Linked DNA regions of Sus scrofa: all the other regions are linked to region 5. Evidence: chromatin contacts called from public Hi-C and promoter capture Hi-C data. All regions are on one chromosome and are shown on one strand. The core of a region is the stretch at or near the end of the contact, and the rest is flanking DNA. Distances in the headings are between cores, read along the strand shown. Region 1 holds the start of PSMB4 (proteasome subunit beta 4). Region 2 holds the start of CGN (cingulin). Region 3 holds the start of POGZ (pogo transposable element with ZNF domain). Region 4 holds the start of TUFT1 (tuftelin). Region 5 holds the start of RORC (nuclear receptor ROR-gamma).

Region 1 (2,700 bases), core at 97-2,596, 460 kb before region 5:
ATTCACCTGGAATATGGAGTTTGGGAGGAGGTGGCTATTAATTAGAATTGGTAGTAAATAAATAATAATAAAGAAGACGAATAAACAAATATGATTATTAATGAGCTATTAGAAGAAGAAATCAACTACCTAGTTTTCAGCCAAAAGATGATACAAAGAGCAACAGCTGGTTGTCTCTCACACAAGACCTTGACCCTTCCCTTCCAGGGTTTCATGACCTAATAAAATATTTTATTTCAATTAGGCTAAAATTTCATGCGTTGCTTTGGTTCAGATTAACTCAGGGAATTTAAAAAACAAAACTGATTTGGTTTCCCGCTGAGTCAATAATTTAAAATCTAATTGTGTAGGGAGGAGTGGCAAACTATCAGGTTTAGGTTCACCTGTTTGATTCTAGACACTGCTTCCAGCCCCTGCTACAGAACCACATTGAGAAGGGAACGCCTGGAATTTAGTTACATTCCCACAGGCAATGGAATTTTTCTGCTGTTTAAGAGGTAGGTAAGAGCATTTCACAACTAGGTAACTTTCAGAGATTTGTCGAAGGTTCTGCACAGTGAGTGACCCACCTGAGATATTATACACCGCAAGGTACGCACAACTGTAAGATTCCTAGACTCAGATCTACCATTATTTGCTGTGTGATCAGGTAAATCACTATTCAAGTCTCTGTTTCTTACCTATAAAATGGGTCGAATATGCCACATGAGGCTGCTTTGAGAAATACAGAACTTAAGAGATCCTGGGTTCACTGTTAGTTTCGTGTGAGGCTTTTCTTTTCTTTTTATTTTTTTTTGTCTTTTTAGGGCCGCAGCTGGGGCATATGGAGGTTCCTAGGCTAGGGGTCCAATCGGAGCTGTAGCAGCCGTCCTACCCCAGACCCACAGCAACGCGGGATCCAAGCCTCCTCTGCGACCCACACCGCAGCTCACGGCAAGGTCGGATCCTTAACCCACTTAGCGGGGCCAGGAATCGAACCCTCATGGATGCTAGTAGGGTTCGCTAACCACTGAGCCACGACGGAAACTCCTAAAGTGTGGGCTTTTTGATAAGGATCCAAAAAGGAAAGGAGACTTCCTGCCTCCTCGCTCAGGTCAGAGTCTTGACGAGCCCGCCCCCTCCCCATCTGCCACACCACCCTCTCCCTCCTTGAATTTGAGCATCAGAACATTGTTCTAGTCTAGACTCTACCGCTACGTATGCGACGCCTGGCAATTCCAAATCTCTGGGTTTCGGTCGCCACCCAGGATGCTCATACGGTCTGTCCCGACCCTAACAACATGGCTGCGGGAAGTGGCTTTCAGGAAGAAAGAAGGTGTGGCACTGAAGGATCACTTCCGCTTCCGTCGGCGCAAACGCTTTCATTTCTTGAGCTACGGTGACTAAGATGGAATCGATTTTGGAGTCGCGGTCGGGACACTGGGCCGGGGGTCCGGCTCCTGGACAGTTCTACCGCATTCCTCCCACTCCTGGATCCATCGTGGACCCGGCATCCGTGCTCTATGGGAGTCCGATTACGCGCACCCAGTAAGCTCTTGGCGTCTTAGCCTGGGCGGGGGAGAGACCGTGGGGCCTGGTGCGGCCGGCTGGTTCGGGGAGCCAGGGCAGGCGAGGCGGGGACCCCCGGGCGCGCTAACAGCGGGACAGCTCGAGGAGTAGGGCCTGGAGAATGAAAGGAGCCATGGAAAGTCAGAAGCGGAACCCACAGAGCGGGAAGCGGGCCTAGGCTATTCTCCTCCACCTCTCGCCAGACCCTTCTTTATCTCCAGGAACCCCATGGTGACCGGGACCTCGGTTCTGGGAGTCAAGTTTGAGGGCGGAGTGGTGATTGCAGCAGACATGCTGGGCTCCTATGGTTCCTTGGCTCGTTTCCGCAACATCTCTCGCATTATGCGAGTCAACAACAGCACCATGCTGGGTGCTTCAGGAGACTACGCTGATTTCCAATATTTGAAGCAAGTTCTCGGCCAAATGGTGTAAGTCATCTAGAGAATAGGAGTAGTTCCCAGGTGGGGAGGGGAATCCACTGTTTTTATCCCATCAAGATGTTCTAGTGTGGAGGAACTTGAAGCTGCAGTAGAGGATGGGGAGACTTGTTGGGGGGTGAAAGATTCGAGGATGTTTGCAAATAGTTTATTTTAGTGGGTTTAAGAGGGGAAGATTGTGGTCACATCTTTTGGGGGTGGATGGAAAACCCGATTTCTGTTCTCTCCCTTTTCTCACAACCAATTCTTTTTAAGGATTGATGAGGAGCTGCTGGGAGATGGACACAGCTATAGTCCTAAAGCTATCCATTCGTGGCTGACCAGGGCCATGTACAGCCGCCGCTCCAAGATGAACCCCCTGTGGAACACCATGGTCATCGGAGGCTATGCTGATGGAGAGAGGTTGATTTGAATACAAATAACTATCTCTTCTCCCTGAGTGAATCCCACTTCTGACTCAGACCCCTTGGTCCCATCCTTCAGCTAACATATAGAAACCTAAGGTGAAATGAGTTCTTTGACCTATTGTGTCCTGTTAGCTTCCTGGGTTACGTGGACATGCTTGGTGTAGCCTATGAAGCCCCTTCGCTGGCCACTGGTTATGGTGCATACCTGGCTCAGGTAAGTAGTTGGTTGAGGGATGAGGGATAGAAGAAGACAGAAGGCAATAGGGATTAGTGGTTGTCTACCCTTGCAATTCTGACATGAGGAACAG
Region 2 (2,700 bases), core at 149-2,648, 360 kb before region 5:
ACCAGATCCTTAACCCACTGAGTGAGGCCAGGGATCGAACCTGCATCTTCATGGATCCTAGTTGGGTTTGCTAACCGCTGAGCCACGAAGGGACCTCCTGTAACATTTCTAAGGAATGGGACCACAACCTCTGGGAAAGGTCTTAGTGTCCCCTTTGACACCCGTGCCTAATGATAGTTTCTCTGTCAGACTGAGTGCTTCCTTGAGGAACAGATGACGATGACTGTGACTCAGAGGCCTCCTAGTTTTCCTTGCAACCTGTGTTCGTAGTGCTGGGTGGGGTGTCTCCTTTACCACCCTAACTTTGTATTTACTACAAATACAAGTATCCTAATTATTAAGGTGTTACCTTAGGAGAGTTTCCACGTTTCCAATACTTGGGTCAATTAAACAATCTCACATTAAAAAAAAAAAGCAAAAAAACCCCCAGTGATCTAGAGATAACATGGTCCTGGAGGGATGTTTCCTTTCCCTATCCCCACCCTTACAGTTTTTTTTTTTTTTTTTTTTGCTGTTCCTCCCCGGGCCATGGGCCGGTTTGATGACTCTAATCCCTACATAAAGCTTCCCTTGGAATGCAGAGACTTTGCTTCCCTGCCTAGGAACTGGGAGGTGGACTTTACCCTCCAGGTCCTACACGTAGGCTTTGAAGTTTGGGGGGAAGGGAAGGAAATGTGCTCTCAGGAAAGCCCTAGACTGTCAGTGGCAGGTAAGATTCCTCTTCAATCCTCAATAGGTACACAATAAATAGTTGTTGAATAAATACGTGAGAATATCAGAACCTAGCAACATAAACTAAGTCAATCTCTTACATACCTCAACGATTAAAACCTAGGAGGCCAGATTTCGCTGTTTAACTACAGCTAGAAGATAAGCAGAGTGCCTGCAGTTGGTTGAGCACCCCTGCCTTTACTCGTCAAGGGACTGGAGTCAATTTCCCCACTTCCTGAAAGATTAAAATGGATTTACAACCTGGGGTTGAGATCCCCTTCTGTTTAGAATGACAGTCATTCCTATTCTGTGGAAACTCACCCCTCCCGGTTCCCATTCATTCATTCACTCATTCAACAAATATTTATTAAGCATCTAACAAATGTCGGTCCCTGTTGCAGGCGTTTGGGATAAAGCAGAGAACAAAGCAAGAGATCTTTGCCCTGGTGAAGCTTGGCGTAGGGCGAGACAAAAGACAAATATGATATTTAGATTTAATTACATAACTTGGAAGGTGATAAACACTACAGAGAAAAAGGCACCAGGCTGCATGATTTGGGGAGGCCAGGAGACGGGGGAGAATCCAAGACAGGGGTCTGGCTCGGGTTGGGGAAAAGGGAGACGGAGCTGATGTGGAGGCTCTGACGTCGGGGGACTGGGAGATATTTTCCGCAGAATGCGACGGAAGAGGATTCCAGCTTATGCGGAGGTAGGTGAAGGTCAGAAGACAGTCCCCTTGCGAAGCCGGGAGGCGGGGGATTGTTTTGCAGCAGAGGCGAGAAAATGCTTTGGCGGCTCCCGACCCCGGCCTGGCGGGGGCGGGGGCGGTCGCCAGCGGCTGACCACTACGCCCCCAAAATGGCCTCCCGATGCCCCTCGCCGCCCCGCCCCCGGCCCACGTGACCCAGACAGCCCCTCCCGCCCACCCGGGCTGGCGACCCCAGGTCCGGGTCCCTGACGCGGCCGGCCCGCCCCTCGTGGGAAACGGACCAACTGGAGGAAGGGGAGGGCGGGGCAGGTGGTGACGGCCAATGGAGGTGGAGCTCCGGAGGGGAGTAACAGGTTGGTGGGAGGGGGAGAGAGAAGGAGGGAGCGCGGAGGGACAGAGGGGGAGGGCCCGGGAGCCGCGCGTGCAGCTCTACCCGAGCCCGAGCCCGAGCCCGGGAGCGCCGAGCCCGGCTGGGGTGAGTGAACCGGGCGGGGGCAAGGGCACCTGAAAGGCAGGCGAGCCCTCAGGTGTACCCCTGAGGGGTGGGAGTCGAGGCGATCTGAGATACCCAGGGCACAGGTGCTGTGTTGGCGAGAGGAGGAGGGGAGGTCGAGGTAGGGTGGGAGCACTGATTAAGAGCTGGCTCCTGTCCTCAGGTGCCAGAGGCAGGTGCTTGGGAAGGTGCCAGGTGAGGGGCACCTGAGGCTGAGGCTATTCCCAGGGCATGAAAGTGTTTCAGGGCCAAGATAGCTCTGGTGGTCAGACGCCAGTTCCCGGGGCAGGATTTCTCAGAGGCGGGAATGGTGGGGGGAAGGAGTGTTTCCTCAGTTGGGCAAAGGGGACTGCTGCCTGAGGTTCGGAGACATAAGTGAGAGGGCGTGGAAAGGTGCTGTTTCCCTGAGGTTCTTTCCTCCGACGGCCAGTCCGAGCTGGCGCTGATACCTCCCTTCTGACTTTGAGATGGCTCTGAGGTGTGCAATCTTTCTCTAACCATTGCTCACCTACAGGGCAAGACAGGTGCAATTAACAGGCACTGAGAAGTAGAGCAAGAGGGCACCCCCATGTCTGCTAGGTGTGAAACGAAGGCTTTCAGTTTTTGTCTTCCTTTGCTTTCTTGCCAGGGAGAATTTTTCCTACTTCCTCTTGAGAGAGTGCTCTACAGGAGAGGGATCTGAGTAAGCATAGATCCCGAGGTCTTCAAAATATGTAGAAATACATCTTTCTAAAGAGGCCTCTTCCTGGGAGCTAACGTCAACCCCCCTCTCCCCCCCAAGCACATA
Region 3 (2,735 bases), core at 108-2,607, 400 kb before region 5:
ACAATTTGGGGGAATCCCCCGTGTGACAGGCGAAGAAATCAGGACAACTCGTAGAAAGGAGAGAAAGCAGGTGAATCAACGACATCACTCCTTTTCAGAAGGTGCTAAAAACCTAGAAAAATAGTCCCTGGGATAAACATGGCGCCCACCGCGGCAGGATATAATCATCGGAAAATAAAGATTTTAAGCCCCATCCCATTTTGTAAATCACGGCGCCAGCCCAAAGAAATCTTAGAGCGCGGGGAGGGGGGCTGGGGGGGAGGAGACTTTGTAAACTAACAGCGGTGCGCTAAGGCTTGGGATGTACTATACGACCGAGCGGGAATTACATAACACAAGGGAGCGGCTAAGCAATCACTCATTTTCCTCCTGGAGCTCAAAAAGAGAGCCCCACTCTTGGCCCGGCGGGGGTGGGGCGGAGAGGACCCAGCACTACCCCTACCCCACCCCCGGGGGACCTCGGCCCGCCGCCCCTCCCGCCCGCCTCCCCGGCGCGGCCTCGCCCCCTAGCCAGCCCCTCCCGCCGCGCCCCGCCGTCTCGCTGCTGCCCGCGCCCCCGCCCCTTCCCCGGCGGGCCGCCGCCCGCGCCCGCGCCCGCCCACTCCTCCGAGACGCCTCGCGCCGGGTGTGCGTGTGGACGTCGGCTGTGTGCGGGGCCGTGGGGCGCGAGTGCGCGCGCGCGCGCCGCGGCAGGCGCCGGGGGGCGGGGGCGGCCGGCAGGCAGGGGCCTCCCCGGCCCGGCCCGCCGCGCAACTCGCGCGGCTCCCGGGGCGCACGCACTCACACACGCTCTCGCGCGCCGCACCCCACGCCCGCCGCCGCCGCGGGCCGCGACGCCACTCGAGGGGGGCGGGGGCGCGCGCCACCGGGCCCCCGCCCCCACCCCTCGCGTTCCCGCCCCATCCCCCTCTCATTGTCTCGCCTCGGAACGCCTCGCCGAGCGAAAAGATAACGGAACCCCCGGGAGAAGGGGGTGGGGAGAGAGAAGGCTCGCTCGCTCACTCACCTCCCGTGGTCGTCGCCGCCGGTAGTCTGACCCGAGGAAGGCGCCGTCGCCTTAAAGGGACCTTGCACCCCGCGCCGGGAGAAGGGGGTGGGAGCAGGGGAGGGGACGGGGGCTTGGGGGGAGACGGAGAAGAGGGAACCGTTGAAAGCTAGTCTCCCCGAGGGTGAAAGGAAACCTCCCTCGGGTTCGAGTGATTTGAGGTGGATTTTTTTTCCCGAGGGGGGCGGGGGGCCCCCGAGGGAGGGGGGCGGGGGGGCCGAGGAATGCGGCTCCGTGTACGGGAGCTGGCGCGGGGGAGAGAGACGCCGACTCCCCCCACCGACCCTCTCGCCCCGCGGAGGGATACGACTCGTCACTTCCGCCCTCCCCCTTTCGTGGTTTTTCAATTGGTTGGAGCGCGTGGCACGTCATGGGCTCATCCTAACCCCTGCCCGGGCTTCTTTTCTAGTCAAGTTTGTCTGGGCCTGCAAATAAATAAATAAATAATCTTTCCCAAAAAATGGAATGAAAAATAATTAGCTTCAGAAACAACATCTAAGTTTTGGTGATAAAGATGGGATTTCCAAAGATAATGTTCCCCAATTCACTTGCGGGGACTTTCCAGGGAAATTTTGGGAATCTCCACACTTTCCACTCAAGGCTCTTACCTAACCAAGAGGAGAACCTCATGCCTTAGGCCAGATAGTGAGGCCCAATGGCCCCAACGACTGTCATTAGAACAAAAGCGTCAAAATGGCACTCACTCTTTCTCAAGAGACATGCAGTCAAGTGGCCTTAAGTGAAGAAATTTTAAAAGCCGTTTTTACCCTAGACGCTTCTGGATTCTGGAAGGAAGTCACACATGATTGCTTATTAAGGTGATCATGTATGAAAACTGCTTTGAGATGAGTAGAATCCTCGGAGATCCTCAATTCTAAGAAACTGTAGACTCCTCTTCTGTGCTCTTTGCTCCAAATAAGGCTGACATGGACTGGCCCAAAGATTGATTTGTACATTCAAGACCATCAACCTATTATTTTTCCTCAAACAAAAACTAACCTCTTTCCAAGTGACTAAGAAAGTTTGTCCTTTATTACCTCCTGAGATGATAAAAGCTTAGTATTTTCCTTGGATATTTGAGGAAATAGTTGCTCTTTAATCAATACCCAAACATCTGCTCCAAACCAAATGGTAAATCAAAGTAGTCGTGCAAGGCTGGTGAGATGCAAAAACATATCTATTCTTTTTCTATGTTTACATTCCAAACCACCAGACTATGAAAATTGGCAGTGAAAGTAAGCATTCCAAATTGTGCACCCATGCACATGCATGCACCACCACCCATTTTCATCATCCTATTTCATACCAAAAATATGAGTGATTTCAACTAGTCATTCTTAGGAAAAACTTTATTATTTGAATTGGGAAGATCACCAATCCTTCTGAAAATACTTCTGAAGATTTTCCAGGCCTGATCTGGAAGAGCCCATGGCGGGATTACGGAATCAATCATCAAAAAACATTCTACATGGAGATCTAATCCTATTTTATTCTTTCCCTCCATAATTACTATAATTCATTATGTCATTTGCCTCAGAAATAGTCTTACTGACAAATTTTGCCATATTCTGAGCCTGTTCTGAGTTCTAGCCCAGTAGACTATACCATGTACCATTGATCAATAACCATTAGTGTACCATACTGAAAAGTCATCATACATCTATTCATTTACTCAACAAATATTTATTGA
Region 4 (2,700 bases), core at 8-2,507, 330 kb before region 5:
CTCCTCAAGTGCTGACTCCCCCCACCCCGACTCCCTCACAGCAGCAGCTCGGTCAGCATATAGGCTGATTGAGCAGGAGAGGAAGGGATCGAAATTGCCATGTGTATAAAGCTTTATTTCTTTAACCCTACACCCCAGGCTCAGGGAAATACCCTATATGATTCTGCTCCCTTGACTCCTGTAACTCATTTTCCTCCCATTCTGGAGCAGGGTAAGGAGGACATAATGGGTAACGGACATGCTGGCGTGGCTCTACCCACTTCTCAGATGCTCTTCTTTGCACAGTCATGGGGCCCACGTGGTAGTCCCCACCTGTCTCCAGTCCTATATTTTTTGTCTTCCCCAGGCCAAGATCCAAGGGACCCTTTCTCCTCCCCTTCCCGTCTTTACCATTTCCTCCTTTCTTTTCAGTGCCTTAGCCGGGGTGAGGAGATAAGGATGCCCTTCTTGCCTTTTATACCTGCACATTCATACCTCTCCAAGAACCCCTCCTGCTGCCCCAGTGACCGATGGACAGAGCTACCAGCTTCTCTACTTAGGAACCCCTGCGAGAGGGACTTTGGTAGGGCCATGATAAGGTGGTGAGGCCTGGTTCTGCTCAGGGTTTCCATCCTTCCTCTTCTCCCTCTCTGACTGGATGTGCTTGTAAGATGGTCACACCTGGGAACCCTAACAACTGTCTACACAAGTTCGAAAAGCAAAGGTTTTGGTCTCTGTGGCCTTGTGATCAGATGTGCCCAACCTCACTAGGGAACTGAGGGACCCTCAATATCTCAGGAGCTTGGTCCTCATACAGAGGGGCTAGAGGCTGACTCTTGGTAGAAATGGAAAGAGGCAATGGAGGATTTATTCCTCCTTTGGGATTTGGGGAGAGCCAAGTTCTGGTGGGGAGGAGGTAAGGGAGATGATTCATCTCTCTTATTTCCTAAGCAGGCTCTGTACAGAGCCTTGAGGAGGGAGAAGTCTGTTTTCACCAATAACTTGTGATTTTGTGATTAAAAAAAAAGTTCCTCTATTCTGCAAATCATATATTATCTCCCAGTTCAATCCAATCCAGCATTGAATTTATTTTAAATTAAACATAAAATTATATATCTATTCTGAAATTTTTGACTTGTCTTCTCATTCTCCCCCATCTTAACTTTATGAAGAAACCATTTTATTGTTCAATTTAGAGACCGAAGCTGGGGTTTTCTTAACTTCACTTTTTAGAGGTCCTTTACAACAGATCAGATGGAACCTAGGGAGCCTTAGGTTCCCTAGGTTTCCTTTATTTCCTTAAGAAATAAATGGAGTATTGGTAACAGCTCCCTTCTCTCCTGAACAACATTCTGGGAAGAACAAGGCCAGTAAATGCCTTCGAGGGTTAGACTGGAACTGGTTTTTTTTTTTTTTATTCCTTGGGAACATAGGGATAGCCCCAGCATTCACCTCTTAGACACAAAGATAGCCATCCATTCCTACCTGGCATTCCTCTTGTGTTGCCTTGAACAGGGAGCTAGCTGATCAGCAGAGCCTTCTGTCAGATTCAGGCTTTCTGCCCACTCTGGAGTGGGTCAGGCCTCCTCCTGTCATGTCCATATGGACCATAGCCTGGTGGAGAAGCCATATGCTAAGAGCAGCTGGACTGGAAGAGGCTCCAAGATCTTTCTTGATCATCCTCTCTTCTAGGTCCTTAAGATGCTAACCTGGGCCAAGGGAGCAAATGTCATTGGAGAAGTTAAGGTTCATCCCTTCTCAAGAATACAAATTCCTTTTAAGGCAATGTGTCCCGCCTCTCCCATCCATATAAGGGCAGCTTTGATATAATAGCTTCTGCAAAACAAGCCCCACCCAGAGCCAAGCTGGCTTTGACTTTGGCCTGGGCTTTCTGCCAAGGAAGGGCACCTGCCAGACTGGCTTAGGCCAGTCTGAGTGAGCTGGCCCTGGCAGCCTGTATGGCGGAGGAAAGGTTTCTCAGTTCTACAAAGCCTACAGGCTGGCCTAAATATAGGGAGAGGAGAATGTATGGAAGGTTTTTTTCCAATTTTGCATCCTCTAGGGGCTGGCAGGGTGAACCTCTCTTACCAACACTGGCCTTAGAGTTGAAATGAGAGGGCAAGACTAACGTTTGAGGTACAATCATATAACACTGGACAAAACTTCAGTTAAGTAGATAGTAGCTCCCAAGCCCCACCTTTAGGTAAATCGGAGCGAGCGCAGACGGGCGTGGCCTGAAGCCTCTAGGCTACGCCCACTTCACAATTTTGCTCAGTCATTGGCGAACCGCGTCCTGGGGGCGTGTCCTATTGCCAGCCTCCGCCCCTGACGCACCTATACAAGGGGGGGGCGGTTCGGCGCGCGCTCGCCTAGTAGGAGCCAGACTGCAAGGCGGAGGGCTGTGTGTGTGTTCCGTGACCCTCTCGGGAAGATGATGAACGGGACGCGTAGCTGGTGTACACTGGTGGACGTGCACCCGGAAGCGCAGACCTCGGTAAGAAAAAGCGACCACGTCGCCTCCCTCGCTCGGTACTCTTGGTTTCTAATTCCGCCCCAACCGTGCCCCGCGCGGAGTTCGCTGACATCACCTGGTGCCGTGCGGTCAGCCCCTCACGGCGCTTCTCTTTTTGTACCGCCTCGCGGCGGGCAGTGGGAATCCCGGGGAGTCTCGGGCTGAAGACTCTTTTAAGGCTTGAGGACTCTGGGCGTCCCTGCCCTTTA
Region 5 (2,700 bases), core at 111-2,610:
CCCACCCAGCTTCCTCCCTGACGTGGCACTGTCTCTCTGGCCTCCAGCCTTGCACCTCAGAGCAGTCCTGGGGTGGGAGCGCTCCCCTCTTGGCCCCGGCAGTGGAGTTCTTCCTCCGCCAGGTGGCCCTGGAGCGTTTCCCCTCAGTGCTCACACCTGACCGAGCTTGTGGCCATGGGAGAGGCTGTTAGACCATCCGTGGGGCCAAGGTCCGCCCGAGTCTCTGTCCGCCGCTGCCCCTGGCCAGGTGCCCCACATTCTTTGCAGAAATGAAACCCCACACCGGGGAGGAAAGTGCTGGGCCCGTGGGTTACGGGCAGCAGACAGGGTGCTATTGCTTTCTCCCCCACCCTCTGTCATCCTTAAAGGCAGGGCAGCTTCCTCCATTGCTGGATGAACAGAAGGTGGATGGCCAGCCTCCCAGCCACTGCTGCCCAGAGCGGGTCCCAGCCAAAGGAGCAGTGCCCGCTCCTCCTCCCAGGGGGCGCTCACACTTGGCAGGGCCTGGCCCTGTGCGGCGCTTCCTTCTTCCAGCTTCCCGACTTGGCTCTCCTCCCCCATCCCACCTGTCCCTTCCCTCCTTGCTTCTCCCTTTCTTTCCCCTCCGTGTGCTTCCGGCTTCTCCCGCTTCGCGTTTCTCCTCCTCCGGTCTCTCCTTCCGTTTCTATGGAGACCTGTCCTGTCTCACCGTCCCGCCTTCGCCGGCCAACCCCTCTCTCCTTCTCTCTCCTCTTGCTCCTCCCCACCTCCTCACTTCCCAACCAGTCTCTTCCCACCTCTCCCTGTCCCCTGAACTTCCTGGCAGCCCCTGCCACCTGCCTGCAGGGCCGTAGGGCCTCTTACCCCTCGAGGCTCGGTGGTGTCTCTGTGGGGCCCTGTCCATGGGGCAACTCCCTGGGTGCCGTCCTTGCTGCCCTGGCTGCCCAGGAGGGCAGGGAGCAGGGCCCAGGGGAGGGAAGGGGGGAGGGACAGAGCACCTGGCCCGGCAGCAGGCAGGGGAAAGGAGTGGCTGGCAGAGTGTTTTGGCATCAGAAAGGGACAAGAGGAGACACCGGAAGAACAAAGTTTAAGCCTTGGGGAGAAACAGGGTAGGTGACGGGAAGGGTGCTCACATTTATCGATGGACGTGTGCTGTGTATAAATCTATGATTTTCTCCGATCCTCCCAGCATCCGCCACGAGGCAAACATAGTTGCTCCAGATAACTAGGTGATGCTCCTAAGTGAAGTGATGGTCAAAGATTGTCCCGACTTGCCCAAGCATTTGCATAAGGACCATAAGTGGCTGAGCTGTGCATTGAACACAGGTCTTGCTGACTTTAGAATCATATGCTTTCTACTTGACCAAGACAGGTGATAAGATCAGGGGAGTTGGGGAGGGGAGAGATGAAGATAGGATGGTTTATCTGGGGGATGGGGTCTCTTCTCCAGGATGAGGTCAGAGTCATCCCAGTGGTTTCTGGGTTCCTTGAGGCCTCTGCCGGCTTAGCCTCTGCCATTTGCTGCCCTTCTCTAGAATTCCCTGGCTCCCTGATGCCTCCATATCCTCCCAGTCTTTTGGGGTCGGGGGCAGGCCTGGAGTTGTTTTTGGGGGCACAGGAGCCATGGGAGACGTGCTACACTGCACTAGGTACAGGAAGGAGACCTCCCCGCACCCCGATCCCCCATCACTGAGCAGGGCTCTTCAGGGCAGGGGGCACAGGATGAGGCTTCTGTGAGTCCTGGATGCTTCTATTCTCCTGCCCAGCCTCGGCCCAGAGTTTGATTAGCTGGGCCTGGCTCTCCTGGTTACCCAACAGGCCGGCTGGCCGGGGGCCAGGCTGCAGTGGGGAGGCTCCCTGGCACCTCCTCCTGCTCTCACTCCCAGCTGGTAAACAGCAGAGCAGGAGCCAGCCACGCCTCAGCCTCGTGACGGCAGCCCACTCCCCCCAACCTTGTGCACGTGGCACCTGGCGTGGAGAGGGCAGGCAGCTGTCCCTTTCCTCGCCTGCCCTCCCATCTCACCATCCTCCACTCTTACCCCATCCTGGAACTTCACACGGAGCACCTCCAGCACCTCCATTCCTGGGTAGCTCCCAGACTCTCCCAAGGGCTGTAGCTTATGAGACAGAGGTAGAGAAGGACTCTCCACCTCCTAGGATGGTTGACAAAGGGGTAGGGAGTGGGGAAGAGTGGACGGAAACTCGTGGGGATCTTCTTGTACGGAGAGAGAGTCTGAGGGCATGTGTCTGTGCCTCTGAGCCTCTGATTAGCCCCGTGTCCTTTTGGTAAATGGGTGGCCCACGCATCTGTGTACCTTTCTCTGCACAGAACAGGATGTTGGTCTGTTTGGGGGCTCAGCCCCTTGGGCAGGCTTGGAGTAAGAGGCAAAGTTCTCTGAAGCACCCCTGAGGCCAGTGTCACAAAGACAAGTAGAGCCAGCAAGAGGCAGAAGGAGCAGCGCGCAGGGAGTGCTGGGGCAGTGCTGCCCTGCTGCTCCCTTCCCGCCACCGATGACTGGCTTTGCTTCCACTCAGTGTCCTCTCTGTGCCTCTCCCTGCCAAGCCCTTCCCGCCTGTGGCTCTTCTGTTTTCTGTGCTTCTGTAGCTCATTCCTCTCCCTCTTTTCTCCTTTTGAAGCCTCTCCTCTGTGACTCTGGGTTTTTTAGGTTCCTTCCTGACCTCCCAATCATGGGCAGAGTAGAGGTCATGAGTAGAGTGCCT

Evidence for each region. Promoter capture Hi-C pulls out the DNA fragments that hold promoters and counts their contacts. A called contact is a pair of places that touch in the nucleus more often than the background predicts.
Region 1: a contact with region 5 is called in a Hi-C map of liver, with 6 times the contacts expected there. The contact joins the promoter of PSMB4 here to the promoter of RORC in region 5. A contact is called at or near these places in 1 of 5 promoter capture datasets (fetal skeletal muscle) and 3 of 47 Hi-C or Micro-C datasets (embryonic fibroblasts and liver).
Region 2: a contact with region 5 is called in a promoter capture Hi-C map of liver, with 9 times the contacts expected there. The contact joins the promoter of CGN here to the promoter of RORC in region 5. A contact is called at or near these places in 2 of 5 promoter capture datasets (fetal skeletal muscle and liver) and 4 of 47 Hi-C or Micro-C datasets (epiblast stem cells and liver).
Region 3: a contact with region 5 is called in a Hi-C map of embryonic fibroblasts, with 2.1 times the contacts expected there. The contact joins the promoter of POGZ here to the promoter of RORC in region 5. A contact is called at or near these places in 1 of 5 promoter capture datasets (liver) and 1 of 47 Hi-C or Micro-C datasets (embryonic fibroblasts).
Region 4: a promoter capture Hi-C map of liver shows a contact between it and region 5, with 4 times the contacts expected there. The contact joins the promoter of TUFT1 here to the promoter of RORC in region 5. A contact is called at or near these places in 1 of 5 promoter capture datasets (liver) and 2 of 47 Hi-C or Micro-C datasets (embryonic fibroblasts and epiblast stem cells).

Annotation. Positions count from the first base shown.
Region 1 is chr4:97,836,555-97,839,254 of Sscrofa11.1, reverse strand. It overlaps PSMB4 (proteasome subunit beta 4), which reads left to right and starts at 1,346. Exons shown (of 7, transcript NM_001244455.1): 1 at 1,346-1,527; 2 at 1,770-1,976; 3 at 2,241-2,387; 4 at 2,525-2,606. The coding sequence starts at 1,388.
Region 2 is chr4:97,729,196-97,731,895 of Sscrofa11.1, reverse strand. CGN (cingulin) reads left to right here and starts at 1,398. Exons shown (of 21, transcript XM_013997148.2): 1 at 1,398-1,420.
Region 3 is chr4:97,775,201-97,777,935 of Sscrofa11.1, reverse strand. POGZ (pogo transposable element with ZNF domain) reads right to left here and starts at 1,357. Exons shown (of 19, transcript XM_005663451.3): 1 at 1,007-1,357.
Region 4 is chr4:97,703,211-97,705,910 of Sscrofa11.1, reverse strand. TUFT1 (tuftelin) reads left to right here and starts at 1,257. Exons shown (of 12, transcript XM_021089860.1): 1 at 1,257-2,473. The coding sequence starts at 2,411. It overlaps CGN (cingulin), which reads left to right. Exons shown (of 21, transcript XM_013997148.2): 21 at 1-1,106.
Region 5 is chr4:97,373,332-97,376,031 of Sscrofa11.1, reverse strand. It overlaps RORC (nuclear receptor ROR-gamma), which reads right to left and starts at 1,360. Exons shown (of 11, transcript XM_021089853.1): 1 at 1,113-1,360. All of the region lies in intron 1 of LOC110260324 (a long non-coding RNA gene), which reads left to right.